2 separate regions of the Sus scrofa genome follow, and region 1 is linked to region 2. The links are chromatin contacts, called in public HiChIP or PLAC-seq maps. All regions are on one chromosome and are shown on one strand. The core of a region is the stretch at or near the end of the contact, and the rest is flanking DNA. Distances in the headings are between cores, read along the strand shown. Region 1 holds the start of ROCK2 (rho-associated protein kinase 2). Region 2 has its middle 51 kb from the start of ROCK2.

The links. HiChIP or PLAC-seq counts read pairs in DNA pulled down with a chosen protein or histone mark.
Region 1: an H3K27ac HiChIP or PLAC-seq map of skeletal muscle shows a contact between it and region 2. The contact joins the promoter of ROCK2 here to the enhancer-like site in region 2. A contact is called at or near these places in 16 of 47 Hi-C or Micro-C datasets (adipocytes, embryonic fibroblasts, fetal heart ventricle and 9 more) and 2 of 2 datasets of contacts at active chromatin or transcription factors (alveolar macrophages and skeletal muscle).

What each region holds. Positions count from the first base shown.
Region 1 is chr3:125,351,690-125,354,480 of Sscrofa11.1, forward strand. It overlaps ROCK2 (rho-associated protein kinase 2), which reads left to right and starts at 1,430. Exons shown (of 34, transcript XM_021087835.1): 1 at 1,430-1,570. The coding sequence starts at 1,430.
Region 2 is chr3:125,300,407-125,303,327 of Sscrofa11.1, forward strand. No RefSeq gene overlaps it. Among named protein-coding and RNA genes, the nearest start is that of ROCK2, 51 kb to the right of the region's middle. Within about 2 kb of position 1,280, at least 43 of the 83 cell types and tissues checked have an H3K27ac peak or open chromatin away from gene starts, as enhancers often do. A contact at or near this core is called in embryonic fibroblasts, fetal skeletal muscle, mesenteric adipose tissue and 4 more, where this site is marked.

The sequences.
Region 1 (2,791 bases), core at 180-2,679, 51 kb after region 2:
GGCAAGGGCCGCGAGAGGCAGGAATGTGGACGAGCGGCCCCCATGACCGCCCCCCCAAAAGGCAAAGACCTCGAGAAGGTCTGCAGAGGGAAAGCATTTTTCTATCGCCCTCTTGTTCTCTTCCGTAGCTGGTGTTTCAGCCCAGCTCGGAGACGACTGTTACGGACGCGCAGAAAGCTTTCCTGCTGGAGTCGAAGATTTCTGCCCTGGGGGCAGAAGCAGCTCGTCCCGGCTCTCTCGCCCCAGGACTGCAATTCCAAACGTCCGCCCTATTCCGGGGTTTCCGACTCGCACTGCACACCCTTCCAGCCTTTCCACTAAAATCTTCGTGGCCCAGGCAGGCCCCTTGCAAACGCAGAGCTCTGCAGGCGAGGGCAGCGACTGGCGGTCGCTATTATTTTGGCGCGGGTGATGCAAGGGCCGCATAGCTGCGCGCTGAGTCAGCCGGAGCCGGGCGGGGGCGGGGGGCGCGGGCCGGCCCATCCCCCTACTGCAACCCTCCCTCCCCCGCCCCCCCGCGCCGGGTGCCGCCAGGTCGGGACCCGGCGGTCGGGGTGGGCCCCCGTGTCCAGAGGGGTCGTCAGCCCGGGCAGGGTCAGGCGGGGGTGACCCTCGGGGGTGACCCGAGCCCCGGGCGCGCCCTCCCCTCCCCCAACTGGAGCTCGTGGGTCAAGTGAGGCGGTGACCGCGCGCCCGGCCATTTACCCTCTAAGAACTCAAAGCGGGGGAGGAGGAAGCGGGGAAGGAAGGAGGCTCAAAAAGGAGAAATGCGGGGCGAGCGGCCTGGAGGAAACCAAAAAAAAAAAAAAAAAAAAAAACGGAGAGGGGCGAGAGGAGGCGGAGGCCGGCGGGCGGGGGCGGGGGCGGCCGCGCGCGGGGGGCGGGGCGGGGCGCGCGCGGGGCGGGGCGAGCGGGGGCGCGCCGGCGGCCGCGGGCCGAGGGGCTTGTGGGTAGCGGCTGCGCGCGGCCGGAGACGGGCGCCGCGCGGGAGTGTGTGAGGGGCGCGGGCTTGCGGGACCCAGGCAGCCGACGGCGGTCATGGGAGCGGGTTGGCGGCGGCCGTAGTTGTCGGAGCCTGGGGTTCAGCTTCCCGGAGCCCCAGAGGGCGGGGCAGTCCGGGCCCGGCGGTGGCGGCGCCACTTCCCCGCTCCCGCCCTCGGATCCTGAGGGAGCTCGCGGCGGACGAGCGGACCGGGCGGCGCGAATCTGACTGAGGGGCGGGGACGCCGTCTGCTCCTCGCCGCTCCCGGGCCGGCCTCTCGGACAGCCCCAGGCCCCGGGGGCTGAGACCCGCGGCCGGAGCTCGAGGCGGGCGGTGGGCCCGGGCGGAGCCCCGGCCGGAGCCGGCGGGTCGGGGGCGGCGCTAGGCCCCGAGGCGGCCGGGCCGGAGCGCGGGGAACGGGAGTGCGGGCCCGGCGGTGGCGGCGGCATGAGCCGGCCCCCGCCGACGGGGAAAATGCCCGGCGCCCCCGAGGCCGTGTCGGGGGACGGCGCGGGCGCGAGTCGCCAGAGGAAACTGGAGGCGCTGATCCGAGACCCTCGCTCGCCCATCAACGTGGAGAGCTTGCTGGTAGGTGGCCGGCGCCCGGGAGCCCTCCCTGCTGACCGCTCTCCCCGCGGACTCCCCCGTGTGCCCGTCGGTCCGTGGGGGAGGTCTCGCCCCACCCCGCCCAGCTTCCGGCGGCCGGGGCCCGGGTCGGAGAGCGAACACTGCTGCGACCAAGTTCCGGGAGGAGAGACCCACCTTTGATCCTGCCCCTTTAGCTCCTGGAGCCGGTGTCATCCCAGGCTGTGCCTTTCTCGGAGCGCTGGGAGGAAGCACCCTCTTCTCCTTCCCGCCTGCCCTCTGGGTCTGGGGAGGTGGGTGGCAGAGCGCTGCCCCCGACAGCGGACTGGGCGGTTCGAAAGAGGGACGCGCAGGGGAGAAACCCGGTGCTGTCGCTGTGGGGGAGTACCCACCAGGGGTACGCGACAAAGAGGGGAGTCTGAAACCCACAGCTGAGGTTCTTCTGTTTTCACTTGCGTGTGAATATTAACAGTTGCAAATTAGTGCATTCTAATTTCGTTTCGGTAAATTTAATTTCCGAGATTATTGCGCCCGAGCTGAAGAATTGAATTGTAGGGTGGAATCCGTCGGTCCTTTTCATGGTACCTCTTTCTTGAGAGGGCCTTTGAAATCCAAATTAATAGCCGCGGAAAGTGGGCTAGTTGGCTTTGTGTAGGAAAGGAACATGATTTACACGTCAGACCTGCCCTGGAGAATGCGTGTTTATTTCTTGCGTTTGTTACGATCGACTGTTGTATCTCAGCCACACTTCGGTTAGCAGGCAGTGGAGATGCATTTGTGGGGAAAGGGGGTGTGGGTTTTTACCCCGGGGAAGCGAAGAAAGCAAAGGAGATGCTCTGGGTGTGAGATGCACTCCGGACGACCAGAGTTCGGATCGGTGAGCCGTGGATCCTGTGGCTATTCCCCCACCTGAACTCCGGTCCGGTTCTCCTCCCTGATGGGAGAAATCTAGTGATTATACGGCGAGAAAAACTGTGTCTCCTTCCTCCTCCAGTGACTGACTGACTTTTCTTCAGAAGCCGTTGGTTATCCTTTGAGGTTTCTGGAATCATTTGCAGAGTGACTCAGTGCTCTTTGGCCAAAGTGCAAGAACTGCCTAAAGTGTCTTTCTGTACAGTGCACAGAGTGTCGGGATGTATTCTGTTCTCGCCGCCGTGGTTGACACTTCCTTTTACTAATTTCCACAGTAGTGTGTTCTTCGTATGTTTTTATGGGATCGTGACA
Region 2 (2,921 bases), core at 30-2,529:
TTAACTGGCATAAGCTGGCTTTGGGTTTTGGTCACCGTAGTGGATTGAATAGTGTCTCCCCTCAAAATTCACGCCATTTGGACCCTCAGAATGTGATCTTATTCTCAGAGTGTTTGCAGATGTAATTAGTTAAGCATCTCAAGATGAAATTATCCTAGATTTAGGGTGGGCCCTACATCCAATGACCGATATCCTTCGAGGCAGAGGACACAGGGAGATGGAGGGGAGAAGGCCACCTAAAGACGGAGGCAGAGAATAGTCATGCTGCCACATGGTGTCTGAGGCCACCTGAAGTTGGAAGAGGCAATAAAGACCCTTCCCTAGAGCCTTCTGTGGTAGTATGACCCCGTTGACCCCTTGATTGAGAACTTCCAGCTTCCAGACTGTGTGAGAGTTAAATTTTTATTGTTTTAAGCCACCCAGTTTGTGGTAATTGGTTATGACAGCCCTAGGAAACTAATACGGCCTGTCTCTCCTTTTTCCCCGGAAGAGTCTAGCTTCGTCTTGCATTTGCTATAAAGTTTGATCCATCGTCATATAAAGCACGAATTCTAATGCATTAAATGAACTTTTGGTACCTGGGAAGGGATTTGAGTAAGCAAGGGACCGCCTCCCCTGGCACCCACACAAGCATTACCTGCAAAATTAAGACCAAATTGCCTAGCCTGTCCTTTGCTATGCCATGATCTAACCCAGCCCAGTCTTTTCAGGGTCTGCTTGGCAGGAACATGGTTCGTTCCATCTCCAGGCACATGCAACTGTTCAGCCACCAGCAACACCCTTGTCTTCTCCGGCATCACTGGTCCGAGTCCTTCTCATCCTCAGTGTTAGGTTATTAGCCACCTCCTCCAGGAAGTACATCCGATTTCATCCTGGAATGATTGTGGTATGGACGATCTTCGTTGGAAGTTCAAAAGACCCAACTCAAACTGATGTCAGCAAAAAGAGGACCGTATTAGCTCATGTGACTGAAACATCAAGAATACAAATGGTGTTAGGTAAGAAATATTCTGGTGACTCAGGGACTAGTTTATTTCTGTCTCTTCATTCACCATCAGCCATCAACCACACTGAAGGCCAATTCACCTCATCGGTACAAAATAGCTTTCAGCAGCTCCTGAGGCTTCTTCCTCCAAAAGCAACAGCAAGAGGAGTCTGCTGTAGCATTTCTAAGAGAAGGCTTGATCTTCAGTCTGATTGGTCCAGCTGAGAGGGCATGGTCGCCTCTGAGCCAATCACTGTGCCCAGGAAAACGGAGTGCATTGATTGGCCGAGCTAGGTCATGTGCTCAACATCTGACGCCGTGGGCCGCGAGCAAAGACTTCCCTAAATCGCATGTCACCCTAAAGCGAGCAGGAAGAACGGATATGCTGGAGGAGAGTCAAATGCCCTTTCTGTTCACTCCCTCATCTGTGTGCCTAATACATCCGTCAGCAGTTCTGTTAAGGAACGATCGCCCCTTTCATGTATTTTATTCCGCTACCTGTAAACCCAGATAACTCCTTGGGACCAGAGACTGCGTCGTCCTCCTATTTTGGTCTCACGTTAGCCCGTTCGCATGGTGGGTGTCCAACAAAGTTTTGTTGATGTTAATTACATTTTTTTAAAAGGGGGACATTTTTTACAAAGTTGTTTTCATACTTTCAGATTCCCAAAGGATCCTGTTACGTTGTTTTCTGCACATGGATTAATCCCTTCTCCAGGAAGACAGGCTAATCACAGCTGCAATAAAAGCTCTCACGTGCTGTAACCTGATACATTTAGAACATTTTAGTCATTTAAAAACGAAGTCGGATGTCCACTGCATTTTTTGTGTGTGAATGTGTGGATAGTTATAAATAGACATGGAAAAACACTAGGGCTGTGTGAACTCAGTTGGCTGGGGGCCCCTGGATCTGGACCCCCCCAAATATAGCCTGCTGACAATTTGCCACAGGCATTTTTTTTTTTTTTCACACAGTTCATCATTTCAAACATTCTGAGCAACCGTGCTGAATATTTGTTCAACAGTACATTTTTTCCACTTTGTCTTTAGGCCAAATATGTGGCTTTTTCTTTAAAAAGGGATAAGAGTCTCAGGCACAGATAAATATATACCCTAGCACTTGGCTATAATACAACTCTCTATAGGCGATTCTGTCTCATGTCCGTGGGACGGGTTGCAATCTAGAAGCTTCTGTGAGGCCTCCGGCTCCCAGGCCTGCTCCCATAGCTTCTCCTGAGGAGAAGTCCCAGGGAGTGGGCCTCAGACATTGTTTTCCTTAAAAAGAGCCAGACAGAAAAGGGATGATTGGAGCTCCCGTTGTGGCGCAGCTGAAACAAATCCGACCAGTATCCATGAGGATTCGGGTTCAATCCTTGGCCTCGCCCAGTGTGTTGGGGCCCTGGCGCTGCCGTGAGCTGTGATGTAGGTCTTGCAGTCGCGGCCAGAATCCCCAGTGGCTGTGGCTGTGGCTTAGGCTAGCAGCCGATTCAACCTCTAGCCTGGGAACTTCCATATGCTGCAGGTGTGGCCCTAAAAAGCAAGAAATAAAAGGGGGACGATTGTGGGGAGTCTCTCCGTGGAGATGAGCTCTGGGGAACCTTCCCTTTTGAGCTGTCTGGTGACTGCCACAGGATGTCACCAGGCATGCTGCAGTCCCCCTGCCTTTTCCCTGTGCTGTCACACTGTCGTGCCACCTATATTTCTCTTCCTTCCTCTCGCCCTCTCCAAAGCCCACCCAGCTTTCCAAGGCCAGCCTCACTGCCAGATTTGATACTTCTGATTACGGTTAATTCAGGCCTTTCCCAACATCAGGCTGGTCCCTGTCCAGAGGTCCACTGATGTCAGCGCGTGAGATCAGAGCAGACTTTCCCGTGAGTGTACCACGGGATTAATGAGGGCTTAGAGTCTAGGCTCGACCGTAGGAGCCCATGTAACC